2 separate regions of the Mus musculus genome follow, and region 1 is linked to region 2. The links are chromatin contacts, called in public Hi-C maps. All regions are on one chromosome and are shown on one strand. Each heading gives the region's core, a stretch centred on a gene start, on an enhancer-like site or on the middle of the called end of the contact. The rest is flanking DNA. Distances are from core to core; before and after follow the strand shown. Region 1 has its middle 3.6 kb from the start of Pak6. Region 2 has its middle 9.2 kb from the start of Gm32684.

What was found. Hi-C and Micro-C count contacts between places; a contact is called where the count stands out from the background.
Region 1: a Hi-C map of the N1E-115 cell line shows a contact between it and region 2, with 4 times the contacts expected there. The contact joins two enhancer-like sites. A contact is called at or near these places in 5 of 39 promoter capture datasets (embryonic stem cells, hippocampal neurons, liver and 1 more), 5 of 484 Hi-C or Micro-C datasets (CD8 T cells, the N1E-115 cell line, bone marrow-derived macrophages and 1 more), 13 of 115 datasets of contacts at active chromatin or transcription factors (T-cell acute lymphoblastic leukemia, acute myeloid leukemia, bone marrow-derived macrophages and 6 more) and 4 of 9 other capture datasets (adipose tissue, liver, macrophages and 1 more).

Annotation. Positions count from the first base shown.
Region 1 is chr2:118,658,065-118,661,837 of GRCm38.p6, forward strand. No RefSeq gene overlaps it. Among named protein-coding and RNA genes, the nearest start is that of Pak6, 3.6 kb to the right of the region's middle. Within about 2 kb of position 1,282, at least 167 of the 459 cell types and tissues checked have an H3K27ac peak or open chromatin away from gene starts, as enhancers often do. A contact at or near this core is called in CD8 T cells, the N1E-115 cell line, T-cell acute lymphoblastic leukemia and 1 more, where this site is marked.
Region 2 is chr2:118,487,619-118,491,755 of GRCm38.p6, forward strand. No RefSeq gene overlaps it. Among named protein-coding and RNA genes, the nearest start is that of Gm32684, 9.2 kb to the right of the region's middle. Within about 2 kb of position 2,738, at least 172 of the 459 cell types and tissues checked have an H3K27ac peak or open chromatin away from gene starts, as enhancers often do. A contact at or near this core is called in CD8 T cells, the N1E-115 cell line, T-cell acute lymphoblastic leukemia and 1 more, where this site is marked.

The DNA.
Region 1 (3,773 bases), core at 32-2,531, 170 kb after region 2:
AAGGTTCCTCTCCCTCCTCTTTGCTTGCAGGAAGAGAAGCAAGCTCACCTCAGGTTAAGGCTGAAGGAGTGTGACCCACGGCAGCCTCTACCAGGTGGTCACTGGTGGTCCCTTCTCCTGGTACTCTGGCAGGCATTCCGTAAGCTGATGCCCCTGGTACCCGATCTAGAGTGCAGAACAGTGGCAGGCTTGCCATCAGACCAGGCTTTCCCCACTTCTGCATCTGACAGGAAAGGGAGAGCAGAGCCAGGAGGGCACACACACACACACACACACACACACACACACACACACACACACACACACACACACACACGAGACTTAGAGCATTCCTAGGACAGGGCCCGGGAGTCTTCCCTCTGAGAGCATCTTGAATAGATGCAATGATTCTCCCCTTTGTGGCCAGCACCCTAGAGTGGATCACCTTGAATGTCTGTGACCTCTCCCTCTGGTCTAGCGCCCCTAAAAGCCAGCTCTGAGGTGCTGGACACGTGGTCCTCCAGTGACCACACCTGCTCACATATCCAAGCTGTTCCTCTCAAGCTTGCACTGGGTTGGGCTGGGGTGTGTGGGTGTGGCCGACAGCCTGTTCCTCCCCTCCAGGCTCTGAGAGTATAGGCAGGTGGAGACAAGCCGGGCTCAGTCAGCAAAAAGGCTGTAAATGTGGGTGGGGAGTCCAAGGCAGCAGCAAAAGATCTAGACCTTTGGGGCCATCCAGGGGAAAATTGTGGACACACTGGAACCCCAACATTTGTATCTAAACATTTTTATTACTTAAAGCAATTTCACAATTATTGGCTTATGAAAACTTCATATTTCCTTACTGGCATGGCTTTTCCAAATGCACCCCACAAATGACAGTTTAAAATCATAAAGAGAGACAAGATGGGTATAAGCAGTTATTCCTGCCTTGCTGACTCCGTTGGAAGGTCGGTTGCTGTTGAGTTTGTAAGTATGTGTTCATTCACAAAACCAGAAGGCAGCAAAGTGAAAGACTTTAAAGTTGTAAGGACACTGGCTTGGTTGACTCACACTGTGAGATCCCTGGGAACCAACAGGAGACAGGACTGCTACTGTCTCAACAGAGTTACTGGACCAGCACTCTCAGGGCTGCCTCTAGACAGGCCTTACCAGCAGTAAGGGGAACACCCAAACCTGTGAGCAGGGAAAGTTAAGGTCTGGTCCTGACTGCCTCTCATTTCCTCTGTGTTTTTTGCTGAGTCACCTTATCTCCCAGAGCTGCAGTTGGCTGTTGGCATCTTTTGGAGGAGGGGTGGGGCTTCCTGGAATTCATCTATGCTCTGAATCATGGGTGCTAAGTAAGAGTGGCTAGAGCACTGAGCCTCTTCAGATATTCACTCATTCATCCAACCAAATAACACAAGCAGCCGCTATATCCTGTCCTAGAGAGCTCACCGGCTACCGGAATGAGAGAGATGATTCCAGAAAGATAAGGAGGGCACGGGATGTGCCAATGGATAGGACTCGAGATATCTGAGTACTCTCACTTGCAACAGGCAACCAAGCCTTCTCAGGAATTCTTCCTATCTTTATATGGTGTGTTTGTGTGTGTATGTACGAGCGTGTGCGTGTACAAATGCATGTGCACGTGTACAAATGTGTGTGTGCACTGCGAGCACACACGCATGCGCATGTGTATAGACCCACGTTTACTGCTATCTCACCACATCTCTCACCCGTGCAGCACTCAGAGAACCTGTTCTCAGTCTATAGGTCATCAGTTTTCAGAAGTCCCGAAAGATATGAGGAATCTAAGTGTCAGCAACTGTGGACTCTCCTCCTCAGGAATTGACTTATTAGAAAAGCTAGTGGAAAGGTTGTGACGACCCCTGGCTGATGTATTTGTTGTTGAGGGTACTTTGGGGATGGGAAGGGACCCTGGGACACAGTTTCCTTTCCTTTAATGGTATCACTCTAAATTTCCAGCCCACACACAGTATCTTAACAGAGCACTGTTTCCAGAATATCCCTCCCCTTTGTCCGAGTGGGCACATGACTTGAGCCAGCCAATCAGAATCCTCTTGGTCTCAGTGCCGGGCTGCAGTAGGTGTTTCAGAGCACCTTTTGTCCAAGTGTGGGCATCTGTGAAGGCTGTGGTCAATGCTGATGTTTAGAGGCCCAAGGCTGCCCTGACTTCTCTGCTCTGTCCTCTATCCCCGGGCTTGCTATTTGGAGAGCGTGGCTAATTTGGAAGGGAGGAGGAGGGGCTTGTGTTGCTCTCTTCCTGCACCCTCTGTTATCTGTGGCTGCTGGGTTTGTAGCTGTTGCCTGGACTGGGGCTGCTGACAGTTTCTTCAGCAATTTCTGTTACTTCTTATAAACCAACCAGAACTTAGAAATGTCACATTTCCTAAAGAGAGTGGATGTAATTGTTATTCCAATCAATTATTCCTTCAAATTTAGTATAATAAACAGCCTACCTCCTTAACTCCTTCAATCTTGCTCTTCCTTCTAAACTATTTCTGGGCATTTGAAAGAAGAAAAAGGACTTTTCATTGCCCACATTGCCTTAAAATGGAATTGTGGAGGACGTTCAGATATATGAGCTCCGTGTGCTCTTTACAGAGTGTGGGCTTCCATGTTAGCTTGGCATTCTGTGTCTCAATTGTTATTTTTGCTTTTTAAAGATTTATTTATTATGTGTAAGTACACTGTAGCTGTCTTCAGACACATCAGAAGAGAGCATCAGATCTCATTACAAATGGTTGTGAGCCACCATATGGTTGCTAGGATTTGAACTTAAGACCTCTGGAAGAGCAGTCAGTGCTCTTAACCACTGAGCCATCTCTCCAGGCCCTGTATCTCAATTTTTAAACCCTTGCTTTTTGTGGTTTTATGCTAATAAATGTTTGCCCACATGTTTGTTTGTGTAGTGTGTGTGTGTGTGTGTGTGTGTTGCCCACAGAGGTCAAAGAGGGCACCAGATCCCCTAAAATTAGGGTTTCAAATGGTTCAAGCTGCTATGTGGTGATGGGAATCAAACTTGGGTCCTCTGGAAGAGCGGCTGGTGCTCTTAACCATTGAGGTATCTTTCCACCCCTTCTTGCTTATTTTTAAACAGGTATTTTTAAAAGTAGAAAAATATGTTCAGTGAAAATTTCAGATAATGGAAAAGTTAAAATTTTAAAGAAAGTAGAAGGTTCACCAGACCCCCCTCTCAACGTGACAGCAGAGTTAGAAACAGGTATAGAAATAGCTTATGCTTTTCAGTGAACTGGAGAAGATGATTTCTATTGTCTTGCAGGATGTGGCGTCATCTCTCTCTGGTGTCAGTGCCATTCTTCCCCCACAGAGAAACAGATACAAATTTTAATTCTTATTTTATCATTACGTGTATGTGCGTGTGTGCACATGCATGTGCATGAATGCCAAAATGCACATGTGGGGGTCAGAGGACAACTTCTCTCCCTCCACCATGGGCTCCAGCGTTCTAACTCAGGTTGTCGGGTTCAAGTGGCTGCCCTTTTACCCACTGAGCCATCTTGCTGACCTGACTCCATCCTTGGTCAGGGTCCAGCAGTTATTTGGCTGCATAAGAAAGTACCATCTGATATTAGTCAGTCCCCGATTTGTGAGCTTTCTATGGCTTCCATTTTTTCTGATCATAAACAATACTAATATATATGGAGAGAGAGAGAGATATCAGATTCGATGTAGGCCTAGAATGCTTTACATAGCCTAGGCTATCCTCAAACTAACAGTAACCCTCCTACCTTAGCCCCCCCCCCTCCAGTGCTGGAATTACAGGTGTG
Region 2 (4,137 bases), core at 1,488-3,987:
AGGAAGAGTATATGGATGGTTCCAGGATGGAACACACACCAGGGACTGGGCCTTTCAGACATCCACGGAGTCGGCCATAAAGATGGCAGAAGGGAAAGAAGAGAGAAAACTGACCAGCTCTGGTACCTCACTCTCTTCCTGTCATCTTCCCTCTCTCTGGGTCTAGACCTGCATTCCAAGGCCCTGTTCTCCCTTACACTCCAAGGGAAAAAGAAAATCCTGTCTTCAGAATCATCAAATCCTTAAATTCTAGGCTCCACACAGCACTTTCTAGTTGTGTTTCCAAAAGAAAGTCACTTTTTAAAGAAGAATTTTCTGTGTGTGTTTATGAGTGTTTGTCCTGCAGGTAAGTCTGTGTAACACACATGCAGCGCCCACAGAGGCCAGAAGAGGGCATCAGATCCCTAGAACTGGAGTCACAGATGGTTGTCAGCTGCTGTGTAGATGCTGGGAATAGAATCTGGGTCTTCTGGAAGAGCTAAGAGTGATCTTAAGCGACAAGTGATCTCTCCATCCCACGAAAGCCACTTTTATTTCTAAGAACTTCCATCTCAACTGGAAATGGGAAGGTCTTCCTCACTAGGGTGAGTTAAATGAGACCTGTACAGAGACATCCCACAAACGAAACCCAGAGAAGCCAGCTGTCAGTGTTCTCACACACTCCTACTCAAACAGTACCCAGAGCACAACTAATTGGTCCTCCCAAGACCCACCCCTCCCCCTACAGAAACGGTTACCTCACCTCACCTCTGTGCCTGTAAGCTACCTCACCTGACCCATTCATCATATGTCTCACACACACCCCGCCCGCCACTTTTTTAAAAAAATTTTTTATTGTAGCTCATGCTTGTAGGGATCAGAGGAAAACCGAGTGAAACCCTGACTGAATGAGTAATGCTGACGTGGGGTTAGCCACTCAAGGATTATAGCCTCAGACCCATGGAAAAACAGCAAAGTCTCCATCTCCTGCCAGGGTGGGGCTCAGAGGGAACCCGGAAAAGCCTTCTCTTCTGATCCATGTGTGGATGTAGACAGAGTGTACAGAAATGTCTGTCATAGCTTTATCCCACCAACACTGCCATGTTTAGGGACTAAAGAATACTCCCCTAGAGACTGTACCTACCACATTAGCCAAACCTTGATCCAGTATACCTTAATCTTGCCTCCCTGTTTATCTGTCTGTATTAACATCTCTCCTTGTTCAGCTGTATACGGTAACTCCCCCTTCCTCTTCAAGTCTATATAATAAACACTCAGCTTCCAGGATGCTGTGGTTTCTCCATCCAAGAGCCTAGTCCACCCAGTCCCAGCTTCCTGTATGGTATGTCTGTGTGTCTGTCCTTTCTTCATTCCCTTGCTGTCCACCTCAGGTCAAGCTCCAAGGACTCAACACATGCTTGTCTTGAACATCATTCCCCTGCCTCTGCATTCTGAGTGCTGGGGTTACAGGAGTGCTCTGCCGAAATGTTGAGTGAAGGCTAGATTTTAATGTGGCACTTCAGATGCCAGAGACTGCACCCCATAAACATCCCCTGGTTCCGTGTGCCTTGTGCAGAGGTGGGGGTGGGGCAGCACTATTGCAGGGTGGACCACGCACTGTACAAAAGGAAACGGAGGACAAGCCAGGGATGCCTGGTTGTTATGCAAGCAGCCCCATCCAGAGTGCTATGTGAAGGCTCTTGTTCCCCTCCTGGCCTTTTTCTCCCTCCACTGTTAGTGGGTGGGAGTCGGAGTTCTCTATTTATGATGATTAGGGGTACCAAGTTCGTTTGTTTGTTTTCAAGACAGGGTCTTACTGCACAGCTCTGGCTGTCCTGGAATTCATTATGCAGAATAAGATGGCTTGAAACTCACAAGAGATCTAACTGCCTCTGCCTCTTGAGTGCTGAGATTAAAGGTGTGTGACACCATGCCTAAGTGTCCCAAGTTTAAACTTTCCAGCTTGGAAGTAAATGACCAGGAAATAATACAGTGAGGATTCCAGCAGAGATCGCCTCCCCAGGCATCCTAACTCCCAAAGTGAGAGATACTCTCCTGTTATCACTCAATCTCCATCGACGAAGGAGCCACTCTACCACTCTGGGAGGTGAACAAGGGAAACAGACACAGAAGCAGACCACCCATCTGATGGGGCAGTTATGTCAATGGATCATGAACAAGTTGAGTCACAAGATGGAACCAGGAAGGCAAAGGCCCCTGAAGATCTTTCTAGTCTGACCTTCTAGTTATTCTTTTGGTGGTGGTGGTGGGGGCGCAGAGGTTGGTTAGCTTGGTTTGTGTTTGTTCTGTCTGTTTTGCTTTATTTTGTTTTGTTTTGTTTTGAGACAGGGTCTCACTAGGCAGCCCTGGCTGTCCTGGAACTCACTCTGTAGACCAAGCTGGCTCTAAACTCAAGAGATCCGTACCTGCCTCTGCCTCCCAAGTGCTGGGATTGAAGCTGTGGACCACTTTCACAGCTTCCTCCTTATTCTTAAGAAAACAGAATGGGATAAGGAAGGGAAAGCAGACACTGGGAGCTCGGTCACAGGTAATTCCTACCCACGAATCCCCACCTTCTTAAAGTAGGCAGGATGGAGGCTTAGACACCTTTCCATTACCCAAGGGTGTCTCCTGGCAGGTGGGCTTGCATGTCAGCCTCGGCCATCACTGGGAAGGGGAAGAGTAAGTTGCAGGCCTCACACCCCAGGCGCCAGGCCACAGATTAGAGGCAGCTTCCTGCTTGGCTCTTGTCCAAGGCCATTTCACAATTGCGGGAAGAGTGCCGGGTTGAGAGTACCAGGTTACTGCTCTCTCCACCCCCACTCCAGCCCTCCTAACCACCCCCCCTGCCCCACCCCGGTAGGGAGTACGAGCCAGGCCCTGCTGCAGGTTCAGAGGCTGAAAACATTTGCTGACCCTCAGAGTGGGATGGAGGTGGCCATGCTCGGCCACCTCGCTCCCTCCTCCCTCACTGACCACCTGCAAACACTTACACAGCAGAGATCCTTTTAAGGGTGGAGTGGTCAGCTCAGGTCATTCCCATAGCAACTCTAATGCTGAGTCAGAGGGGGCCTGGAAGGCCAGGGGGCCACAAGAGCCACAAGAAACAAGGTCATGGTCAGCTTCCCATTAGGAGACCAAGTGCCTGGAAGACAGCATGTTCCACAGAAGAGCACAGTGCTTCATTTCAACATGCCAGTGTCTGAGGCAAACTGGCTCTGCTGACTAAATTCAGACAGGAACCGAGAGAGACACAGAACGTGTGCTCAGGAGTCATTGTACCGGTCACTTATATGGCCAGTTCTGACTGGTTTGAAGTAAGGAGGTAGTGGTAAGGGACCCAGAGTCTCCTGTCTGTCAGTCTTCAGGAAGAGACAGAACAAACCTGGGTGAAATGTCAAACCACAAGACAAGGCAGGGGGAGGCAGGGCCCACACTGGCATGCTACACGGTCAAGGAGAGCCAGTGAACACACACACACACACACACACACACACACACACACACACAGAGAGAGAGAGAGAGAGAGCGAGAGAGAGAGAAAGAGAGAGAGAGAGTCTGTGTGCAGACCTCGGGAAGAATGAACCTGAGGAAGACAAACAGAGAATGGAAGACAGTCAGGTGCAGAGAAGACAAAAGAAATCTTTCACACTAGGCAAGGAGACAGGACTGAGTGAGCACATTTGGGGACAGGGACCTGCTTCCCCAAGGGAGCTGGTAAGTCTTAAGAGCATAAGCAGCTTCTTCACTGAGACTTTCCGTGTGTGTGTGTGTGTGTGTGTGTGTGTGTGTGTGTGTGTGTGTGTGTGTCAAGGCCAGGGAGACCAGTCTCTCCATTGCAGGAAGTGCTCTGACAACAGGAAGCAGCTGCATCAGGCTCCAGGGTCCTACTAATGTCTCTCACTCGCCTACACTGACTGCTGTCCCCCCCACCCCCATCCCTCCCCCCACAGAACAAACTGTTCTATGAGAAACTCTGGGGACAGAGGGTTCACACCTGCTCCGAGGTCTGTTGGGGGCAAGTCCTCAGGAGCCAAGGCTGAGAGCCCAGTAGAGCCCGTGGCTCTGCACAGCTTTTCTCTGCCCCTACCTCCTCCCACCCCAGACCCAGCTACTGTCCACTGGGGCAACGAAGCCCAGAACATTAGCTCTGGAAAA